Linked DNA regions of Mus musculus: region 1 is linked to region 2. A link is a contact called in public HiChIP or PLAC-seq data. All regions are on one chromosome and are shown on one strand. The core of a region is the stretch at or near the end of the contact, and the rest is flanking DNA. Distances in the headings are between cores, read along the strand shown. Region 1 overlaps Rcan3 (regulator of calcineurin 3). Region 2 holds the start of Tmem50a (transmembrane protein 50A).

What was found. HiChIP or PLAC-seq counts read pairs in DNA pulled down with a chosen protein or histone mark.
Region 1: a contact with region 2 is called in a Foxp3 HiChIP or PLAC-seq map of regulatory T cells, with 8 times the contacts expected there. The contact joins the enhancer-like site here to the promoter of Tmem50a in region 2. A contact is called at or near these places in 5 of 39 promoter capture datasets (the 3T3-L1 cell line, the C10 cell line, the HPC-7 cell line and 1 more) and 11 of 115 datasets of contacts at active chromatin or transcription factors (the SCID.adh cell line, T-cell acute lymphoblastic leukemia, bone marrow-derived macrophages and 7 more).

What each region holds. Positions count from the first base shown.
Region 1 is chr4:135,408,581-135,413,291 of GRCm38.p6, reverse strand. Rcan3 (regulator of calcineurin 3) reads left to right here. Exons shown (of 5, transcript NM_022980.4): 5 at 1-983. Among named protein-coding and RNA genes, the nearest start is that of Mir700, 5.7 kb to the left of the region's middle. Within about 2 kb of position 1,466, at least 4 of the 459 cell types and tissues checked have an H3K27ac peak or open chromatin away from gene starts, as enhancers often do. A contact at or near this core is called in bone marrow-derived macrophages and regulatory T cells, where this site is marked.
Region 2 is chr4:134,912,288-134,916,955 of GRCm38.p6, reverse strand. Tmem50a (transmembrane protein 50A) reads left to right here and starts at 2,040. Exons shown (of 7, transcript NM_027935.2): 1 at 2,040-2,067; 2 at 3,761-3,865. The coding sequence starts at 3,773.

The DNA of each region.
Region 1 (4,711 bases), core at 217-2,716, 500 kb before region 2:
CAGAAAAGCCATCCCTCTCAGAGTGCCACTGTTTCCCTCAGTCTTGAGTGGAGCGCAGTTCATAGTCAGGATTACCGTGTATTCAGCACAGTGACATAGGCTGTCCTCTCAGCGCTTGGGAGGCAGAGGTACCAGGGCTTGGCAAGCTTAAGGCCAGCCTGGGCCATGTACCGAGACCCTGTCTAAAAACAAGGGGATTCCTGGGTGTCCAGGTATCCCAGGGACAGATAACAGCAACTGTGCATCTTGTCCACGGCTGGGAACGTGCCGTATTCCTTCCCTGTGGTTTCTAGTCAAGGCTAGAAGTGATCCCAGATACGGTCAGCATGCAGACACCACCTACTCACTCGGGTTAGTGCTTTCTCTTGGAAACCTGCAGTTCTTGAAGTGGGTCCCGAGACCCTTGCAGGTCCCACATGGCCTGACCTGACCGGATGTGCGTTTATGACACAGGGGGGTTTCTTTTCTATCTATGCAGATAATTTGTGGTTTTCTGTACCGTTCCCTGTTGGCACCCCTCTTCCTAAGTCCAATTGAGGACTAAGGGACCACAGGTCTCAGTCCTGTGCCGTGCTGTGCCCTCTGCTGTCAGCCTCTGAGTATCTATTCACGTCATGTGTGTCTTTGACGTGTGAGAACGCATTCACAGCTGTTGCACATTGATCCCCACAACTGAACCTGCAGCTGGATTAAGTCCCGAATCCAGCATGTCTGTAATCCCCTGGTCTGTGCACTGTAGTATGCTCGCTGCACGTGTGGAAACTGGTCAGTGAGCCTCATCCGTGTGTCCTGTGATTTCAGTATCGTTGATCTGATGGGCCACAGTTCATTATCAGCTTCAACTGTCCTGTGTCCTGAGGCTTTCGAACATTCCTTGTCCTGTAAGGAGGTGACAGAGGCAGACTGTGACCCGGAAGACACTTGTGATTACCTGTAACAAACGTTGATGTTGAAACTAATAAAGAATTGTTGTTTTTTAAGTCAGCTCATTGAGCAGTCTCTTCAGTGTATATACTAGGACTGACTAGACAATAATGTAGGGCTACACATTGTGAATTCCAGGACAGCCAGGGCTATACAGTAAGACCTTGTCTCAATTAAAAGTAAACAGCTGTTCTATTTAGAAAGGAGCAGAACTCTCAAGAGGGTAGCACCCCAAATTCCTAGCCCCCAGGCCCACCCTCACCCCACTCACATTTACCAGAAGATGCCAGAGGCAGTAAGTAGCCTAAGTCTCAGTGGGTCAAAATCAACGTGTTTCTAGACTGCATAGTCGTGTCCTTGTTCTAGTGCTCTGAGCTCTGTCTGGTGGAACTCTGTAATCCTCCTGGAAGTATGTTAGGACTCAAAGGTTCTTTATATAGTTTTGAATAAAATGAACACAAAGCAAGCCGATGGTTCCACTTCCGTGGCTGCCTCTCCAGGCTGGTCTGCAGAGCTGCCACCAGGTGGCACTGTGCTTCCAGGTTGGGGCCTTGAGCTCTGCTTAAGGCTCTACTATAACTTGGGGTTCAAAAGGACCTTAGAAGGTAGGTCTAGTGCTTAGCTGGCATATACTGCGCCCCAGGCCTAATCCCCAGCACCCTGACAACACCCACCCAAACCCCTACCATCATGATCAAATCTCATTTGGTTGATAACAGTAAGCAGAAAAGACATTACAAACCGAAAAAGAAGCCATTTTTGAAAACACAGACTAGAGGTCTGAGGTGTGACCTACCTGGCAGAGTGCTTTCCTAACTTTCACAAGACCCTGTGTTGGATCCCAAGCCACCTTGGTGGCACAGGCCTATAATCCTGACACTTCTGAGGCAGGAGGATCAGGAGTTCAAGGTCATCCTTAGCTACATAGCCTGGGCTACATGATGTCAGCCTGGGCTACGTGAAGCCGTGTCTCCAAATAACAAAACAGTACGGGATAGGACTAACCATGGTCATGTATGTCTAAAAGGTCAGTTCTTTGGATTTAGACTCAAGAGGATCAGTTCAAGGTCACCCTTAACTATATACAAGTTTGAGGCTAGCCTGTGCTCCATGAAATCCTACCTCTAAAAGCCATGAAATGAAAAAGTACAGACTAGAAAATATAAGAATGAAACCTAACTTCGAAGTTAACCTCCTAAAAATAAGCTGATTTCAAAGCTCATCAGCGGGCTGGAGAGATGGCTCAGCGGTTAAGAGCACCGACTGCTCTTCTGAAGGTCCTGAGTTCAATTCCCAGCAACCACATGTGGCTCACAACCATCTGTCATGAGATCTGACTCCCTCTTCTGCTGTGTCCGAAGACAGCTAGCCTGGTCTACAGAGTGAGTTCCAGGACAGCCAAGGCTACACCGAGAAAACCTGTCTTGAAAAAAATCAAAAAACCATAAATAAATAGATAGGTAGATCGATTGATTGATCGATCAATCAATCAATCAATCTTTGGGCTGGAGCGAGCCAGGTTGACCGGAGTGAGCAGGGCTAACCGAAGCGAGCAGAGGTCCTGAATTCAATTCCCAGCAACCACATGATGGCTCACAACCATCTGTACAGCTACTCACATACAGCAGTGGTGGCGCACACCTTTAATTCCAGCACTTGGGAGGCAGAGGCAGGTGGATTTCTGAGTTTGAGGCCAGCCTGCTCTACAGAGTGAGTTCCAGGACAGAGAAACTCTGTCTCAAAAAAACAAAAAAATATATTATTTTTATATTAAATATTAAGAAAAAAAGTACGTCAGTATGTGTCAGAGTTCTGTTAGTACTAGACACAGCCATTAATATCAGCATTGAGAGGAACCCGTGTGTGCTTGCAGCTCTGACCCTTGATAGCCTCCACAGGGAAAATTCGAAATCTTGCCAAGGTTTCTCTGCTCTGCCAAGGCAAAGAACTGCTCTGAAGGTTAGAACACTGTTCTGCTGCTGTGAAGAGACAGCAGGACCAAGGCAGCTCTGATCAAGGAAAGCATTTAATTGGGTGGGAGCTTGCTTACAGTTTCAGAGATTTACTCCATGATCATCATGGTTGGAAGCATGGTGGCGTAAAGGTAGAGCTGCTGGCGAAGTAGCTGAGAACTATATCCTGGTCTCCAGGCAGGAGAAAGATGTAGACACAGATAAACTCACAGAGAGAGACAGGCAGGCACTGGGCCTGGTGTATGTGGGTATTTGAAACCTCAACGCCCACTCCATTGACAGGACACGTGCACTCAATAAGGCCACGCCTCCTAATCCTTCTAATCCTTCTCAAAGAGAGCCACTCTGCTCCCGGTTGACTAAGCACACAAATATATGAGCCTATGGGGAATTGTCATCCAAACCACCACAGGGGGTGTTGAATCTATGTTATCTAGGGGTTTGAGGCCTGAAATGTTCAGAAAAATCACTTTCTCTATTATAGTGTTTCTAGAGCCTTCTAAACCCATACAGTTGGGAATACAGTGGTCTTTCCATGAGGACGAGGTCTCTGAGAAATGCTAAGACAGCTATAACACTGCTAGGAGGTCTGCTCACTCTGTCAACCATCCCATATGTCTCATCGTTGGCTCACACGTGGAGGGATGCAGTACACACACTGCTGTCCCGGCTTTCTCAAATGTCATAACCCTCCCTCAGAGCTGCCTGCCTTTCTTTTCATTATAGCTGTGATAAAGTACCCTGACTAAATGACGTAAGGAAGAAAAGTTTTATTTCTAACTCATAGTTCCATGTTACAATCCATCATGGCAGGGAGATCAAGACAAAATGATCTTGAATCAGCCAGTTGTGCTATGCCCTGATCCGAAGAGAGCAATGCGCCGGGCGTGGTGGCGCACGCCTTTAATCCCAGCACTCGGGAGGCAGAGGCAGGCGGATTTCTGAGTTCGAGGCCAGCCTGGTCTACAAAGTGAGTTCCAGGACATCCAGGAATACACAGAGAAACCCTGCCTTGAAAAACAAAAAAAAAAAAAAAAAGAGAGCCAGAGAGAGAGCAATGCATGCATGCGAGTGCTTCATGCATGGGAGTGCTCCATGTGTGAGAGTGGGAGTGCTGCATGCATGCATGTATGTAATGCATGCAAGTGCTTCATGCATGGGAGTGCTCCATGCGTGAGAGTGGGAGTGCTCCATGCATGCTAATATTCCACTTGCTTTCTCCACTTTTCTCACTCCAGCGGTCCAGGATTCCCTGCCTAAGGAAGAGTCCTGTCCACAACTGAGATGGCGCTTCAATTAGTGTAATCAAAAGAATCCTCTTGGTCTGGTCGGGTTTTTGACAGCTCAGCTAGACACGACACTAGAGTTATCTGCGAAGTCCATCTCAGCTGAGAAAATGCCTCCATCAGATTTCCTGGTCCCCAGTCCCTGGGCAAGTAGCCTTGAGGTTTATAAAGAAGCCAGGCCGAGCAAGCTATGAGAAGCAAGGTAGATACAAACTGATCTTGAAAACAGCTGAGTGGCCAGGGTGGTGACCCAGGCTTGTAATCACAGCACTTGAGATGTGGAGTCAGGAGGGTCAGGAGTTCAAGGCCAGCCTGACCATAAGAGACCCCTGTCTAAAAAAATGATAATTCTTTGTAGCAAAAGTGGGCGGGAGGGCTGGCGAGATGGCTCAGCAGTCAAGAGCACTGAGAGCACTGACTGCTCCTCCAGAGGGCCTGAGTTCAGTTCTCAGCAACCACATGGTGGCTCACAACCATCTGTAATGGGATCCCATGCCCTCTTTTGATGTGTCTGAAGACAGCTACAGT
Region 2 (4,668 bases), core at 791-3,290:
AATGTCCCCCATCGTCTTGGATATTTGGATATTTGGTTCCCAGATGGCGGCGTGGTTTGGGGAGGCGTAGGTGGTACAGCTGAAGGAAGTATGTGACTAGGGGTAGGACATGAGATTATAAATCCTTGCCCCATTCCAAGTCTCCAGCCCTACCTCATGCTTGGGGTTGAAGATGTAAGCCCCTAGCTTCCTGCTCAAAGCACTGTGCCGGTCACCTGCTGTCACATCCCTGGCCCCATGATGGATTCCTCCCTCCAGAACTATATTCCAAATAACCTCCTATAAGTTGCTTTGAGTGAGGTATTTTATCACAAAAACAGCAACGTAACTAATACAGCCAGTAAAGAAGTAGAGACAACGCAAAGAAGAAGGAGCTTTGGCTGTTTGTCCCTGTGGACCGTGGCCTGCCCTTCACCTCCACTGCCCCGGTGGCTTCAATAGTCCTGCATCTTGACTTAGGAGCTTCACCCAACCCTGAGCTCTACCCAGACAGGACCCAATAGCTCCAGCAGACCTCCAGCAAGATTTCATTGCAGAACTTAGCTTCGTAGAAGCTTTACTAAGAGCAGTTAAAAAATATGAATAGACATTTAAAAGTTTTCATTAAGATCTGCATTTGGGTTTGGTGGTGGTGGTGGTGGTAGTGTGGGCCTTTAATCCTGGCCCTTGAGAAGCAGAGGCAGGCAGATCTCTGAGATCAAGGCCAGCCAGCCTGGCCTAGAGAACAAATTTCAGGAAAACTAAGGCTACACAGAGAAACCATGTTGGGAAAAAACAAAAACAAAAGCAAAAGACCTGGAGAGATGGCTCAGAGGTCAGAGGTAGAATGTCAACTTAGCATGGGGAGGTCCAGAATAGCAACTAAAGAAATAAATGCCTACATGCACACACATGTGCACACACGCGCGCTCACACACACACACACACACACACACACACACACACAGGGCTGGGGGAGCACTGCCTGACCTTGAGACATTAACCAGTCTTTAGCCAGTCACAATAAACCTTTAATCTCTAGGGCTAAGAAATGTGTCCATTTAAAAATAGGTCCTGGAGTTGCTGGAAAGATGACGCGATGATTCAGAGTGCAGGCTGTTCTCTCGACGACCCAGGTTCAGTTCTCTACACCCACACGGTAGCTCACAACAGCTGTAATTCCAGTTCCAGGCACCTCTTCTGGCCTCTGCCAGCACAGTGCACAGTGGCGCACAGATGTGCATGCAAGCAAAATACTCATCATGTAAAACATGTAAAAGTTAAATAGGTTATGGGTCTAGAACCTGGACTGAGTGGTAGAGCCCTGGGTTCAGGCACAGTCGGGGGGGCGGGGGAGGAGGGAAGGGGGGTTGTGTGGAGGGGGTATTGTATAGTTTCAAATACTAATCAGCTAATTCCCCCTCTCAACAAAAGCTACATAGATTTCATGCTGGGGACCGGAGAGATGATCCCTCCTGCAAGGCAGTGAGCCACCCAACCACCTTCTGTGCCACAGGCTCCTGACTACCTGCCACCCACGTGAACATGAGATGACAGCAGGGCCATGCCAGCCCTCTTAAAGTCACCATCGGGCCGGAAAAATGGCTCAGCAGGTAAAGCAGGTACTTGCTGCTAAGTCAAATAACCTGAGTTTGATTCCTGGGACCCATATGACGAAAGGAAAAGAAGGACCACTCTTGGAGGGTGGGTGATCTGTCTGATCTCTACACAATGACAAGAAGAATACATTTTAAAAAGTGTAACAACAACAACAAAACCAAACAGTACAGGTGGACTGTTGCCTCCCTTCCTTGGTCCCATCCCAGAAGACAGGCTCCACTCTAGCATTTCTCACAGTGACAAGGGAGTCCGGGTAACCCACAGACTTGTCGGCGCGGTGGGCGTGGCCCATAGGCTGCACCCCAGGGATCCGCCCTTCGCTCTCGATCCGCATGCGCACTGACTCGGGGGCGGACCGGCACATCGACATCCGGGAGTCTGATTGCCTGTGGCTGTTTTGTTTTCTTGCAGAACTGGAGTAAACCGAGGCTACCAAACGCGCCGCGACTCCCAACTCCGGACTTGGACGTGAGTGCGGACGGGAGGGCGGAGCAGCGGGCCGGGCTCGAACTCGCGGCAGTGGCCGTGCCCCAGCTCCTGGACGCCGCCGCCGCCGGGGCTGAGATCCCGCGACCTGCGGGGCCGCTTCCTGTGGCGGGGACTCTTCCCCAGAACTGTGGAGCTGGGCACGCTCATCCGACGGTGGCGCGTCGGGGTTCGGCCCACGCGTAACCGCGCCCTGTTCCTCCAGTCTGCAGGGCGGGTCTGCCTTTGAAAATGTCAAAGAATTGTGCAACGAAAAATGGACTCGGGTGGGCCATTGGGGGAACCGACAATTACACATAGTGGGTTGCTTTTCTTTCCAATCATTAGATAAAAACGAGTGTATTTTCAGACCCGAACTCATCACAAAAGTCTATCAGTTTTTCCCTTTAGCTTGTTTAGAGGCGGCTAAAACTGAAATCGCCTTCCTTAGGGAGTCATGTGAGATCTGGGGTGTTCACTGTGAGCGAGTTGTATTTAATTCAGGTTTTATCTGTGAAATTAAGATGAGTTACGTTTCTCCGGCTGGGTCTGCACAGCTGAACTTGAAGGAGGAGGGTTTTATGGGATTTAAGACAATTTCGGCTGACCGTGGTAATTTGACTGCACGTTCTTTATTTAAGTCTGAATTCGTTTCAGGCCTGCCCTTTTTTGTGGGGAATGTACAAACAGCATCAGTAGCAGAGTTAGGGATAGTAAGATGAGTGCCCTTTACAAAGTAATGACATCCGAAGGCAGGCTTGGTGAAGGGACAAATAGTGGAGAAAAAACGAAATAGAAATAAAGCCCGAAGTTGAGCCGTTCTCTTCTTAATCTGGGCATGAAAGACACAGATGTAGGATAAAATGTGCAGATTCCTAGAGGAAGTATTTTCCATCCAAGTTTACATTTTTACCTTAAAACCAAAGTCTATCATGTCCTTATTATTAAAATCAAATAGGAACCTTTAGTAGGGAGCTTAAGGTTTAGAAAGCAGCTGTGGAGGGCTAAGCATCATTGCCCTCACTTAAAGAACTAGTGGACTTGAAATAATAAAATGTGACATCTTTGAGGAGATGTCATTTTTGTGACAGTACATTTTTGTTTAAGGTTAAGGTAATCACCTTCATTCATATTATGTAAATATGCTAAGACCATCCTGATTTTGTTTTGTTTTCTTGTCTTAATTTGTATTTATTTATGAGTGCTGTGCTGCCTGTACATCCGCAGGCCAGAAGAGGGCGCCAGATCCCCCTATAGATGGTTATGAACCACCATGTGGTTGCTGGGACCTCTGAAAGAGCAGTCAGTGCTCTTAACTGCAGAGCCATGTCATCAGCCCCTTGTTTAGTCTTTTTAGGACAGACTGGCCTGAAACTCACTGTGTAGCTCTGGCTGGCCCTCTGACTGAGCCCAGTCCTCCTGTCTCAGCCCGCCAAATGCTAGGATTGCAGGCTGAGGCAGCCACCACCCCAGTCCCAGCTAAAACCAAGTTTTACATTAAACGTAGACTCCATCCCTAGTACCTCACTCCCCACCAAAGCAGCATCAGACATCCTGAAGAAATCAGTAGAGCTGGAATAAAGCGCATCTGTAACTTGTGTTAGGTTATCATCCAGCTGTTATTTTGCAGAAACACAGCCAGCTTTGAAACAAGAAAACCGAAGGACCTTGTTTAACTGTGATGGTTTTGGTTTAGTGACCTGAAAAGATGTCTGGATTTCTAGAAGGCTCGAGGTGCTCTGAGTGCATGGACTGGGGGGAGAAGCGGAACACGATCGCCTCCATCGCTGCTGGCGTTCTAGTAAGTCCTTGTGACACCTTAGCTCTCCATGTGTTTATCTGTGGCTGTATAGACGGTTTAGGTTATGTGATGTTTTCTTTTTCTTCTTCTTTTTTTTTTAAAGATTTATTTATCTATTTTATGTATACGAGTACACTGCAGCTGTACAGATGGTTGTGAGCCTTCATGTAGTTGTTGGGAATTGAATTTTAGGACCTCTGCTCGCTCCGCCCTGGCCCAAAGATTTATTTATTATTATAAATAAACACACTGGAGTTGTCTTCAGACACACCAGAAGAGGGCATCAGATCTCATTATGGGTGGTTGTGAGCCACCATGTAGTTCCTGGGATTTGAACTCAAGGCCTTTGGAAGAGCAGTTGGTGCTCTTACCTGCTGAGCCATCTCTCCAACCCCCTCCCTGCCTCCCCCTCCCATCTGTAATGTTTTCAAATGTGTCCTTTTAAAAAATAATCAACCACCAAACTTACTTTACTCAGTGATGTTTGACTTGTGAGGTTGTTAATAGTGTTAATAGTTGTCATAATAAAACATTTTGTATGCACTTACTTTTTCTATGGGTTATGCCTCCTTGACTTGGTAAGCGCAGAAGGCTTAAAGGGTTGAAGAAGGCCAGGTGTGATGTGTACCTTCGATCCCAGCTCTCAGGAGGCCAAGGCAGGTGGATCTCTGTGAGTTTGAGGCCAACCTGGTCTACACAGTGAGTTCCAGGACAGCCAGAGCAGATAGTGAGACCCTGTCTTCAAAAAAGGAAGAAAGATGCCAGGCAGTGGTAGAACACGCCTTTAATCCCAAGCACTCTGG